Linked DNA regions of Sus scrofa: region 1 is linked to region 2. A link is a contact called in public promoter capture Hi-C data. All regions are on one chromosome and are shown on one strand. The core of a region is the stretch at or near the end of the contact, and the rest is flanking DNA. Distances in the headings are between cores, read along the strand shown. Region 1 holds the start of HTATSF1 (HIV Tat-specific factor 1). Region 2 holds the start of MMGT1 (membrane magnesium transporter 1).

The links. Promoter capture Hi-C pulls out the DNA fragments that hold promoters and counts their contacts.
Region 1: a promoter capture Hi-C map of fetal skeletal muscle shows a contact between it and region 2, with 8 times the contacts expected there. The contact joins the promoter of HTATSF1 here to the promoter of MMGT1 in region 2. A contact is called at or near these places in 3 of 5 promoter capture datasets (fetal liver, fetal skeletal muscle and liver) and 1 of 47 Hi-C or Micro-C datasets (heart right ventricle).

Annotation. Positions count from the first base shown.
Region 1 is chrX:111,621,407-111,628,291 of Sscrofa11.1, reverse strand. It overlaps HTATSF1 (HIV Tat-specific factor 1), which reads right to left and starts at 3,989. Exons shown (of 11, transcript XM_021079891.1): 1 at 3,791-3,989; 2 at 3,356-3,596; 3 at 1,492-1,672; 4 at 248-295. The coding sequence starts at 3,541.
Region 2 is chrX:111,155,617-111,162,695 of Sscrofa11.1, reverse strand. MMGT1 (membrane magnesium transporter 1) reads left to right here and starts at 4,398. Exons shown (of 4, transcript NM_001243208.1): 1 at 4,398-4,540. The coding sequence starts at 4,462.

The DNA.
Region 1 (6,885 bases), core at 2,740-5,239, 470 kb before region 2:
ATCTGAAGGGCCAAACTGCTATGAGTTACCTAAAGCAGACAAAAAGGGTGGCATGCCAAGTTACATACCCTTAATTTTTCTTAGTTTTGTTCAAAAAAAACCCCCACATATTTCTCAATAATGCAAATGACTGAAAATGACACAATGATAAAAAGTAGAATTTAGAAAAACTAAAAACTACTCCGAAAAAAAAAATCTCAAAATAAAATATTTTCTACTCTAAATTTGGTTAAAAAGGTATACATACCAGACACATAAACATTTGTATTTCTGTCTTCTTCAACATGAAACCATCCTAAAAATCAAAATAAAATAAATAAATAAAACACATGAAAGAAAAGGTAAGAGTCCTATTATGAAACTCTGACAACATGGCAATTTCTCAAAACTTTCAGAAATGTTTTCTGACCCTTAGAACAAGGGTGACTAACTCAAATCGCCATCAGCTTTCAAAGCATTTGGATCTTTGGATAGATAACTAATTTCAGAACCCTGTCTGAAAAAAGATGGCTAGTTTTTCTTGTTTGTTTATGAATCTGATACTACCTTAAAAAACCCTCATCGTTATACTGATTTTAGACCTTGGCGTAAGTTGCTTCTGACTCCAATCTACTGTGTTAGACTTGGCCAAGCTGAAGCAAAATTGACTTGAGTTCAGTTTAATTAAACTCAAAAAATACAAAAAGGAGTTCCCGTTGTGGCTCAGTGGTTAATGAATCCAACTAGGAACCAGGAGATTGCAGGTTCGATCCCTGGCCTTGCTCAGTGGGTTAAGGATCTGGCGTTGCCCTGAGCTGTGGTGTAGGTCACAGACGCGGCTCGGATCCTGCGTTGCCGTGGCTCTGGCGTAGGCCAGTGGCTACAGCTCAGATTCGACCTCTAGCCTGGGAACCTCCATAGGCCACAGGTGTGGCCCTAGAAAAACACCAAAAGACCCAAAAAAAAAAAAAAAAAAGCTTAGGAACAGAACTTTATTTTTTTTTATTTTTTGTCTTTTTGCCTTTTCTTGAGCCACTCCTGTGGCATGTGGAGGTTCCCAGGCTAGGGGTCGAATTGGAGCTGTAGCCGCCAGCCTACACCACAGCCACAGCAACACGAGATCCAAGCTGAGTCTGCAACCTACAGCACAGCTCACGGCAACGCTGGATCCTTAACCCACAGAGCAAGGCCAGGGACTGAACCGGCAACCTCATGGTTCCTAGTTGGATTCGTTAACCACTGCACCACGACGGGAACTCCGAGGAACAGAACTTTAGATCATCTCATAATAATAGCACTATTTTGCAAAGGAAGAAACTGAGAATTGAACTGGATTAGATGCCCACAGGATAGTGTGAGAGCCAACATATGAACTTGAATAACAATAACAATAAAAAAGCCAATCTTATAATACTATCAAAGCTATTTTATAATTCTTCAAAAGTAACTATATACGCACACGCTCACATTTTTAATTTTTATACTCAGGTTTTGCAAGCTAAATCCACTTACCTGATTCAGCCTTTCTCTTTTCTCCTTTCTTTCTGGGATCACTGGGTTCAGGGGTTTTCCTTTGCGGAGGCTCCTCTGTGGTCCTAGCACTGACATCCTGGACACTTGCAGCAGAGCTAGACGCACCATCATTAGAAAAGCCGTAATTGGCCTGATATGTAGCAATGAAATCTTCAGTGATCTAAACAAGACATTTAGAATACACACACAGATATTCAAAAATGATTTCTTCCCAGAAAAAGTTTACACTGTGTTAAATAACAGCATATTCAGTTATGCAACCTAACATACAAATGTTTCTGTGGATGACAGTAATTAAAGCATACATGAAAGAACAGTCATCTTACATAGACAGTTGTGCATAAAGTGATAAAAAACTAAGACATAGATACTTGCATTATCAATACCAAAGTCTGAGATACTATAAAAGGCATTTTAAGTGATGTTGGCACCTTTTCCAGTTGTTTTGTTTATGAATTACTCTCTCTGCAATCTACTTGACTGAGGCTATAAATAAATATAACAAAGGAAGTACTAGATAACAATAAAACAGAAAAAAAACAATAGTCAACTAATAATCTAACAACAGAATCAAATTTTCTTTTACTATATGGATGAATAAAAGCATATGCACACTAAATATTTAAATACTTGTAGGCACAGAAATCCCAGAATAGAACTGTGATTTAGCATATAAAGAATGGGGCTAATAATGATAAAAACGAAATGCTTATTTTAACTCCATCACTAATTAAATCACATTATCGTCTTAATGTCAGAACAAACCCAACTGACTTCTATCCTCCTGGCTTTTGGGGGGGAAAAGCACAGTTGCACAATGAAAGAAATGTAGTTATATCTTCATACCAATCAATGTTAGGCATATGCAGGAATGAAGAAGATTTAAAAGTTCAAGGTTTGAAGAGGTATGGGCTTTCATAACATAAAAAGACAAAGCCACACATTAATCCATTATCAGACTACTGTTAAAGTGCTCAGAAGGCTGAAGAAACTGCACACTAGCGGGCACTACCATTACAAGAAGTCATACAGTAAGTTTAACGATTTGGACGGGTTGGAACATATACACAAATACGAAATGGGAAAGAAAAAAAGTTGAAATAAATAATTAACAAAAATAACACTCACATTACACAGTGGAGACAGTTTGTATCGGCGGCTTGCAAGTCAATTAGTCTGTGAGTAGTATCCTTTTTTCCCCACCCACATGAGACTGTGATTAACAGGGTACTTTTACCAAAAAGTTTACAGAACCAAGTTTACCATCAGTCATTTCACTTACAAGCTGAAATAAAGTACTTAACAACTTCTAAGTGCTCTAATTAAATATGCACAGATCTTTTCCATCCGCAGTCTGTGCACCTCTAGTCATATTCCTGTGGTGATATGATTCAAACATACATGTCCAGGGACAAAATTTAATAGAAAGTAAAAAGAGGCGCAAAGTTTAATCAGTAAAGATCTATCAACTGCGACTTCTTTCTGTCCCAAATCAGTAAGTTGCATTTTGCACACAGTACTTCAGCTAAATATCTGAATTCCTAGGATAAGTGAGGTTGGCTTCCTGAGATTAACAGCTACTAAATTTGCTCTTGGTGTTTTTTCCTCTTTGCAATAAAAAGCAGTCACCAATGCAATAACCAACTGTGACCTTCACAGATAAAATCAATCTCCCTAAAGATTTCGGTTCCTTTACACGTCGGTTCTGCTAGACACAACAAAAAGAAACGTCACTATCCAGAGGGGCTCTAACCCAGGAGCTCGGCAAAGAAAACGTGAAAGGAGCGCCACGCGAGGCTGGCCAGGAGGGACCGCTTTGCAGTGGCGCCCGCGCGACTCTTACCTTGGGGAACCAAGCCTTCTTGTCCAGGTCCCACTCGTACGGGGTGTCAGCCGGCTGCTGCCCGAAAGAATCGGTTTCTCCACCGGGATCTTTCTGGGTGTCGCCGTCCTTGGTGTCTCCGTACAATTCTTGCATTCGCAACTGCTCATCAAACTCATCATTCGCATCCAAGTTGTTGCCGCTCATGTTGCCGACTTAGCCCAGGGGCAGGGTCTGAGAGAGCTAAGAGGCCGAGCTGATGCTGGAGGGCAATAGAGAAAGAGAGGTCGGCCGCGCTCAACCCGCGCCCCACCGCCCCCCGGCCCGCCTCCCCGCGGCGCCCCAGCAGCCCCCGGGAAGTCGGGGCCGCTCGCTGGACGCGCCGCCCCCCGCTCCGCCCGCCCCCTGCGCGCGCGCGCGCGCCGCTGCTCCCCGCCCCGCCGCGCCACCGCCCACCTCGCTCGCCCCGCCGGGCCTCGCCGCCGCCGCCGCCGCCGCTCGATCCAGGGCGCGGCGGGAGCGCGCGCGCGCGCCACCGCCGCCGACCGGGTCTGAGGCGACTGCGGCTCCCGCGGCCACGTCCGGAAACCACTTGAAAACGAAGGCCCGCTCAGGCTGACGCAGTCGCCATTGTCGGAGCGTCGCGACGTCGCGGGTCGCGCCGACACGCCCCCAGTGGCGTCAACAGGCGTCGACGCGGCTCGGCGGCGTGGGGCTCCGGGGGCGGGGCAACGGGGGCTGCGCAGCTGCCCGCGGGGATGCCCACGTGGGTCGCCACGGCGCGGGCCCGCGTCGCCTCGGGGACTTTGGGCTCCGCGGGGGCCGCGGCGGGCCGCGGCGGGCCGGGGCCGGGCGGTAACCCGAACGCGTGGGACGTTTCCCACTCGGCCGGCGCCGGGGCGGGCGTCCGGGCGGCCGCCATCTTGGGGGAGTAGACGGGGCGGGCGGGCCAGGTCCGGCTGCGAGAAAAAGATGCGCCTCCTTCGCCCCAAAGCCCCTCCTCCGCGTGGAAACAGGGCTTTTACTTGTTTCGTTACGATTTTCGTACAAGAGGTGCCAGCTCTTGTTCATGTTTCTAGCCCGATCTCCTAGCCCGGGGTCTGGTGTCTAGTGCGTGTGTGGTGCGTGATTGAATGAAAGAATGCACGAAGGATGGGTGGAAGGACCATCCTTTGCCAAGCCTCAGCTCCTTTTTTTTTTTTTAAATCTCTCCGGAGCTTTTCTCAGTCTCTGGAAAGGAATGGCAGCAGTTGCCTGCCCCCAGTACTCCATAATTCAGACGTGCTCAAGCTCCAAACCGGAAACTTTAACCTCCAGTGTACATACTACCTTTACGGCCCGGCTGACATCTTTTTTTGGCCTTTTAGAAAAAACATGCGTGCATTAGCACTTGCATGCGTTTTTATAATATAGATAACACGAGTTTTGTTAGGCTCATTTAAGCATTGCTAAATATTTCTTCCAGGATCCTAAAATAGTATACAGCTGTTTTCAGCAATGTGTTATTGGGCTCCCATTTCATTCCTGAGCGAGTTCACAGCATAGGTGACAATATGCTGCACAGCTCTGCTGCACGTGACACTGAGCACCTGCTATATCCACAGGCCCCTCTGAGCAGGTGGCCAAAAAGTTTCCTGATGCTTGGGTCCCACGCGACCCAGCCAAAGTCTACCCAGAGGCCTGTGACCTGGTGGGGAAACCCCGCATTCTAGACTGACTTTGACTCAATGAGCCCCTCCCAGAGAGAGGGATGAGACTGGAACAGACAGGGACAGGGTCAGAGTAGCCCAGAAGCAGGGAGGTCCACATAGGGAAGGTAGTAAGCGAAACAGGCCTTCTGTGGAGAAGTTCTCCAGGGGTGAGGGGAGAAGCTGAGGCAGGGAGGAGCAGTGGCCTTGGGAGCTAAGCATGCTTGCACCTGTGATGGCATTCTGTTTGGCCATTGGACATGAGGCTTGTTTCCCGTTGTTAAATCCTTTTGGATTCCTAGAATTAAATTCCTTGTAACTGAGGAAATCGAAGTATCTCTGTCTTTATAACCTTTTTTTTTTTCAAGATTTTTTTTTAACACGTCGCAAATGCTCAAGGTAACAAGCAAAAAGGGGGGAATGTCTGGAGTTCCCATCATGGCTCAGTGGTTAATGAACCCGACTAGTATCCACGAGGATGCGGGTTCGATCCCTGGCCTTGCTCAGTGGGTTAAGGATCCAGCATTGCCGTGAGTTGTGGTGTAGGTCGAAGATGCGGCTCGGATCCCGAGTTGCTGTGGCTCTGGTGCAGGCCGGCAGCTGCAGCTCCGATTTGACTCTGACCCCTAACCTGGGAACCTCCATATGCTGCGGGTGCAGCCCTAAAAAAAATAAAAAGACAAAAGACCAAAAAAAGGGGGGGTGTCCTTTGTTATAAAGATAGGGGATAGCTCCGGAAACTCCAGCACTGGGATAAGGTGGGCCACATGAGGGGCTGCCGGACCCAGGAAGACAGAACCCCAGACCACCGGCTTCTCTGTACTCCTGCCTAATAGGCCACGGCCTTCTTGGTGGATAAAAATACAATAACCTAGGAAAGTAGAGACTGCCTGGCCAGAGAAGTCATCTACCTGACCTAGGAACTTTTTCTGGAAAATTACTGAAGTATCCCAAACTCAGTTTTTAAAAAGTAGCTCTCTCATTCAAGCTCACTCCCTGGGAATTTTCCTCTCCCCGCTTCCTGTAAAGTCAAGACTTAGTGGAAATAAAAGTAACTCCTTTTGACAAAAAGATTGATGGATCCCTGACTTAAGATGGTTATAACTGCAGAAATTGTTTAAACCCAAATTGGCTACTTTCAGTAGGTATGCCAGTGTTAAATGTTTCCCAGTACTTTCAACTTCAGTGACAAAGCCGTATCTAAATTTGTGACTCTGCTTTCCTGCTTTGTAGCATATTATTATGATCCATTGCTCCAAGTCTTGGGTCAGGGCAGAGCCTGAACAAAATTGCGACGCATACAAAATTTGTCATGTGTCCCAACCCTGGCACTTAGGACCCTCTCTAAAGAAATGAAATATTCTGCAATCACATTTCTGTACCACAGTAGGCAGTGTGACAGAAATTGTGGCTGCCGAGGCCTGCTTGTAAGGTTAGCTCTCACAAGGATAATCTGTTAAAAAAAGGAGACCACCCCCTCCAAAAAAATCAAAGCAAAGCCATGGATTTTAATCCCAATTCCCCAACTCTGGTTGGGAGGCTGATGTCCTATAAAACTATTTTGGGAATTATTTTCTATCAGAGCCCCTAGGTCACCTAGGGATTATTGAGAATGAAGAAAAAGTTCTTTGAGCTCTGGTTTTATCAAGTGCTGGAAAGCTTGCTTAGCTTTTGTAATCTGGTACTTGTATCAAGTCATTTCTAAAATGTTATACTTGGGAGAGTAAAGATGTAATGTTTAGCCAGAGTAAGGAAAATAGTAAAATACTTTGGACTTTGGGGACTTGAAAATAAATTTTGGGGTTAAAGTGGGTTCTCAGTGATACTCTGCCAGAGGGTTTTTAGAATAACAAAGTCATTCAA
Region 2 (7,079 bases), core at 3,149-5,648:
CCGCAGCTGCAACCTACACCAGAGCTGTGGCAACATTGGATCCCGAACCCACTGCACCAGACAGGGGATTGAACATGTGCCCCAGCACATAACCTCATCTTTTTAAAGGAAAATCACCCGATCTCAGCTCCCTTGAGAAACCTTTTAATCATTTTCTGTTTCAGATAAATTAACATTAACAAATATTATTAGCAAATATTCAGGTGATTTAATAGAGTACCTGAAAAGATTAATTTCAACATGACCATCATCAGAGCCAAAACAAAGTTTAAGATTTTTTAATTTTGTATCAACTATCTTTTCTTGGGAATTCCCGTGGCGGCACAGTGGTTAACGACTCCGACTAGAAACCATGAAGTTTCGGGTTCGATCCCTGGCCGTGCTCAGTGGGTTAAGAATCTGGCATTGCCGTGAGCTCTGGTGTAGGTTGCAGGTGCGGCTCGGATCCCGCGTGGCTGTGGCTGTGATATAGGCCAGTGGCTACAACTCCGATTAGACCCCTAGCCTGGGAACCTCCATATGCTGCGATAGTGGCCCAAGAAATGGCAAAAAGACCAAAAAAAAAAAAAAAAAAAAAAAACCAAAAACTATCTTTTTTATCTGGCCACCTCCCAGGAGTGGAGAAGGAAACACTTTCCTGTCAAGTGTAGAGATTATTTCCTGGTTCTTCCTGATTGTTAGGGTTATAATTGGGCTATATTTGTAAGGAATACAATATGCTGTACTTGACATTGATCAAGTACCATGTCAACTCTTGGATTAGAGGTGAAGAAATTGCAGAGGGCCCAGAGAAAAACAATGACCGTAATGAAAGGTTTGGAAAATGGGATCCAGGACAAGAACTATACAGGTAAAGTCGAAGAAATCTGATGACTTTTGGATGCCTTCTTTATTTTCTAAATTTTTTTCAGCTTTGAGGAAACCCAAGTATATCAGAAAATATTTATCATCAATCAAAATGTTATCAAAATTTAGGGGTGTGTACAAGTCCACTGGAATTTTTGAACCCGATTCAAAATGAAGGACTCTCTGTAGAGATTTTTTTTTTTTAAGGGCTGTACCTGCAGCATATGGAAGTTTCTAGGCTAGGCGCTGAATCGGAGCTGCAGCTGCCAAACTACACCACAGCCACAGCAATGAAATCCGAGCTGCGTCTGCGACCTACACCTCAGCTCATGGCAATGCTGGATCCTTAACCTGCTGAGTGAGGCCAGAAGTCAAACCCAAGTCCTCATGGATACTAGTCGGGGTTCTTAACCCACTGAGCCACAATGAGAACTCCTAGAGATCTGTTTTTTTTTTTTTTTTTTTTTTTGGTCTTTTTAGGACAACACCTATGGCATATGGATGTTCCCAGGCTAGGGGTCGAATCAGAGCTGCAGCTGTCAGCCTACACTACAGCCATAGCAACACAGGATTCAAGCTGTGTCTGCGACCTACACCACAGTTCGTAGCAATGCCAGATCATTAACCCACTGAGCAAGGCCAGAGATCGAACCTGTGTACTCATGGATTCTAGTCGGGTTTATTACCACTGAGCCACAACGGGAACTCTGAGATCTTTTCAAATGATGGTACATCCCTCCCCACTTCTCTCCCATAATTCATTCATTCATTAGCAAACATTTATTAAATACCTACCATGTGATAGGCAATGTTCTCGGTATAGACAGAAATCTCTGTCCTCTTGGAACTTACATTTCTAGGGGAAGAGAGACAGTAAACCATAACATACAAACATGATAAATTAAATTACAGAGTATATGAGAAGGTGATAAGAAAATAGAGCAGATGAGGGGGATCAGGAATGGGAAGAGTGCAAATTTGAAAGGGTGGTCAGGAGTGGTGTCTAGCAGCAAGTGAGAGGGAGCAAATGGATGCAGCTCAAATGCAGAATTCTGACGGGGTTGAGGGGAAAGGACGGTGCTCATACTTTGCATTTACCCTGTGATATGCAGTTTACAACGTTATGCCAACCAGTCAGGGGGCACCATGAGAGGTGGTGGAGTTTGTTAAAAGAGACAAATTCTATTTCAGCCATATTAAATTTGAAGTGCCAGGATTTCCCGCTGTGGCACAGCAGGTTAAGGATCTGACGTTGTCTCTGCAGTGGCTCTGGTGCTGCTTCCATCCCTGGCTGGATGCAGTGGGATGGGTTAAGGATCCAGCACAGATTTGAGCCATGGCCTGGGAACTTACATATGCCACAGGTGTGGCCAAAAAAAAAAAAAAAAAATGGAGTGCCACATGATAGAAAGAAATGATCAGCAGGTAGTTGGAAATACAAGTCTGGAACTAAGGAGAGACATTTGGGAGACAGATGTCGATTTGGAATCACTAATATTGACAACGGCTGAAAGCAGTGGGAATAAATAGGCAAGCAGGCCAAAGGACAGCAGGGTGTAAAGAGGTCAACATAAAATTGTTGCCGAAACTCAGCCTCTGTTCATTGATGCAGAATAGAAACAAGGAGAAAGTTTTGGGTAAAGGAGAAAAAAATAGCTTTTATTGCTTTGCCAGGCAAAGGAGGCCACAGTGGGCTACTGCCTTGAAGACTGTTCTCCATTGGGAAGAATTGCAGGGAGTTTTATAGTAAAAAGGAGAAAAACAAGGTTCGGGATAAGAACTGGGGTTGAGGACAAATATGCATTCTTCTTTCTTTGTGGGACTCCTTAGTTGGTGGAATTGAGGTTGGTGTCATGAGGTCTCCGCAAGATCCTGGTGGTCTTCTGGGTCGTCGTATCTCGATTTTTCCCAAAATAAAAATACTTTCGGGAGTTCCTGTCATGGCTTGGTGGTTGGTGGATCCAGCTGGGAACCATGAGGTTGCAGGTTCGGTCCCTGGCCTTGCTCAGTGGGTTAAGGATCCGGTGTGGCTGTGAGCTGTGGTGTAGGTTGCAGACGCGGCTCGGATCTGGCATTGCTGTGGCTCTGGCGCAGGCCGGTGGTTACAGCTCCGATTCAACCCCTAGCCTGGGAACCTCCATATGCTGTGGGTGCGGCCCTAGAAAAGACAAAAAACAAACAAACAAAAAAAACTTTTGAAAAGAGCATATTGTTCAGATATTAGGGTAATCTAGGAAAGTCCCCCCCCAAAACATCATGTGCTTAATCTTTGACCCACAGGCAATTGTGCTCAGGGTGCCTAATCTGAAGCTCAGGGGTGATTGTGTTAAGAGTGCAATTAGGAGTTCCCGTCGTGGCGCAGTGGTTAACGAATCCGACTAGGAACCATGAGGTTGAGGGTTCGGTCCCTGCCCTTGCTCAGTGGGTTAAGGATCCGGCGTTGCCATGAGCTGTGGTGTAGGTTTCAGACGCGGCTCGGATCCCGCGTTGCTGTGGCTCTGGCGTAGGCCAGTGGCTACAGCTCCGATTCGACCCCTAGCCTGGGAACCTCCATATGCCGTGAGAGCGGCCCAAAGAAATAGCAAAAAGACAAAAAAAAAAAAAAGAGTGCAATTAAGCCAGGGAGAAGCACAGGAAGGGCTCTAAGCTATTCAATTTTAAACTAGTCATTTCTAAAGAAGCATAAGGAATATAACTTTTCTCTTAGGTGTATGAAGTTCCGATATCAAATTGTCTGTATTTTATGGGCTGAAGACCAAATACACACACACACACATATCGAGAAAGGAGAGTATATTTTATTCTGATCACAGAGGCAGAAGATTGGCCTGTGTTGTTAGCATCCTTTTATTCTTCCCATTTCATTTCTCCCTTATGTAAACTGGTTCTCTTCATGACAGAACGTCCCGCTGGGCTACACTTTGGGCGGGAAGGTACGGACACTTAGAAGGAAACTAACTTTTACCCTCCCCCCGGCCTACCACTTATTTGGGGCTCCAAATCCAGGGTGGTTTTCCTCTACATCCCACCCGCCACCTCGCTTTCACACCCTTGCCTCCTTCCGCAGTGCCGGTTGCCAGAAGGCTGAAATACAGGAAAGGTCGACAGAAAACAAAGAACGCAGCTTGACAAGGGAAAAGCAAAACAAACAAACAACCTCCCCCTGCCCAGGGGTAGGGAGCCAGCACAGACCACCTTTAACACCAGCCCCCAGTGCCCCAATTCCTTTGCCCAGCCCGGAACTCCCCGCAGGCCCCGCCCCCTGCCCCACGGCGCGCGCTCATTTGCTGGCGCCCATCTTCTCCGCTTCCCCATTGATTCGCTCTCGCCTCCTCTTTGATGCCCTCTGCTCAGCTCCGCCCCTCGCAGAGCGGCAGCCCGGCGCAGGCCCGGCTCCTCGCCACTCGCGGACCTTTTTCCGTGTCGCTTTCTCCTTCTTCCCGGCATTCCTGTTTCCGCTTTCTCATGGCTCTTAGCTTTTCCCACCTCTCAGGCACTTCGCGCCCAGGGGTTCAGTGACGTCATCTCTCCGCGCTGCGCGGACACCCGCCGGTGGAGGAAGGAACGGCTCCGCCGCCCTTCGCTTCTTTGTTGGGCTGCTGCTCCTTCGGAGTCATGGCGCCGTCGCTCTGGAAGGGGCTGGTGGGCATCGGCCTCTTCGCCCTAGCCCACGCGGCGTTTTCCGCTGCGCAGCGTAAGTGCCTGGGGGACGGGGACCGCTCCCGTGCGGGACTCCGGGGGCAACGTGTGGGCGCACCCCTGAAGGGAGTGTCGGACCGAGTGTCCCGGGAACGGTCATTTGAGACCTTAGACTTTGGGGTGAGTGTGAGAAGCAGTACAGGGCTCCCCGGTGCAAGGCTTTCAGTGTGAGTTAGAGGAGAGTGGGGCACCTGGGATTGCAGCAGGATTGGAAGGGGGTGTTGGGGAGAGGGCTCAGCACGGGACCGGCGGGCTGCAGGATGGGCAGAGAGGAAGTCTATCCGAGAATTCGAAACAAGTGATGTCAGATCCAGCGTGGGGCTGATCAGACAAAGTGTCAGACTGAGGATCTCGGATGCTCACGGCCCCATGACAACTAGATGGACAACATCTTGGGCACTCCTGGGCTGTCCAGGCACACTGAGAAGTTAGGTGACCATTTGCCTCAGGGAGGCACTGTGATCCAGGGCGAAGAGCACTGAACTGGGGGATTGGAAGGCTGGTTCTTAAAAACTTGCTTTACCACTAAATCCGTGACCTTGGGCACATCATATCCCTTCCCTGAAGTTTCATTGAGGTGGATTTTAATTCGTGCCCTGTCTATGTCAAAGAGCGATAGGGAAGTTTAAGTGAAAAAAAAAAAAAGTAAAAGTACTTTATCATACGCATACAATTGTGAGGTCAAGAAGAAACCTGGAGTCCAGCAGAGGATGCAGTGCAGTCTTGAGACGGTTGATCTGTTTTGAGGTCTTCTCTCCTAGACCAGGAGCTAGCCATCTCTGGCATGTGGGCCAAATGCGGCCTCCCTCCTGTTTTTGCAGGGAGCTAAGAATGCTTTTAGACTTTTAATTTGTTTTGGAAAAAACAAAGGAATATCATTTTATGATCCATGACAGTTATATAAAATCCAGGTTTCACTGTCCATCAGTGAAGTTTTATGGGCACACAGCCACACCCATTCATTTGGGTATTGTCTGGCCGCTCACTAAGGGCAAAGTTGAGTAGTTGCAACAGATAATAATATCTGGTCCTTTACAGGAACAGTTTGCTGACCTCTTTCCTAACCTATAGAACCCATGAGGACAGAGACAATGTATATTTTGTTTATTTCTGTAATTTCATGCCTAGCACAGTGTTCTCCACTGTAGGTATTTAAGAACTTGAATGAAGGGAACAAATTCAGAGTTGACCTTTATTCCTTTCTTTGCTAGATTACTTTCCATCTTCAGGACTAAAGTAGAAAACGAAATGTGACTTCCTTCAAAGCGCCAATTGTTTTCAAGACAAAACCTTTTGTCCTATTTATTATATATAATTAAAAGGATCCAATTATTAAAATTACTTTTTACATATGTGTATTATGACATTTGTCTGACAGAAATTCAGCTTTATTAAATTTTTGTTGTGAAATTTTAGATTTACAGAAAGGCTGCAAAGATAGTACAGAGAATTACTGTATACCTCTCCCCCCAGGTTCCCCCACTGGTAGCATCTTACATTACTGCGGTGTAATGTCACAACTAAGAAACTGCCAGTGGCACATTACTAGTAACTAAAGTCTAGCTTTTCTTTGAATTTCACCAGTTTTCCCATTAATGTCTTCTTTCTGTTCCAGGAATCAATCCAGGGTATTGTATTACATTTAGTTGTCATGTTCCCCAGGCTCCTCTGTTCTGTGATAGCTTCTCAAAAACTCCAACCTTTAATGATAACGATAATAATAGTCAACATTTATTAAGTGCCTACGGTGTGCCAGGCGCTGAACTAAGCACTTTACAGGTATTATATAATTCAGTCCTACCAGTGAGGCAGATATTATTGTTATTATTGCCTTTGAAAGATGAAGAAATTGAGACACACACTGCTAGGAAGCTTGTGCAAAAATTACAGAGATGATAAATGGTGGCGCTTCAAAACAAGCAGTTTGATTCTAGAGCCTGTGTGCTGCACTGCTTGGTAAAATTCAGTCTTGAGTAATTGGTTGAAATTGCACTGTGCTTAGGTGCTAGAAGGTGCAATGATGCCCTGAGGGAGTTCAGAGTCAAGTGGAGAAACAAATGGATCAAGAAACAATCACAGTAGTCATACAGATGCTAGGCTAAAAGTAGGTAAAGATATATTGAGGCAGGGGAAGTCATTTTTCAGGTGGCAAAGGGGTTAATAAAGGTATCCAAGAGCCCCGATCAAGTGTGGTCAGTAGACCAGCATCTTGGGACTCGCCTGGGAGCTTGTCAGAAATGCAGACACTCAGACCCCGCCCCAGATCTTTGGCGTCTGACTCTGTGTTTTAATAAGCTCCCCAGGTGATCTGTGCACACATTCATTTGAGAAGCGCTGCCCTAGAGGAATTGAGGATGCTGGAGTACTGCGCCATTTCCTACAATAGACTTCAGCTGTAAATTCGTGCAGTACTAGAGCAAGGAGACAGATGACTGAGGTCCAACCCCTTTTACACCTGAGGAAATGCCTTGCTCAAGGTCGAGTTACGTTAGAGTCAGATTGGGCTTCCTGCAAAGAAGAGAAGTAGCTTGGGA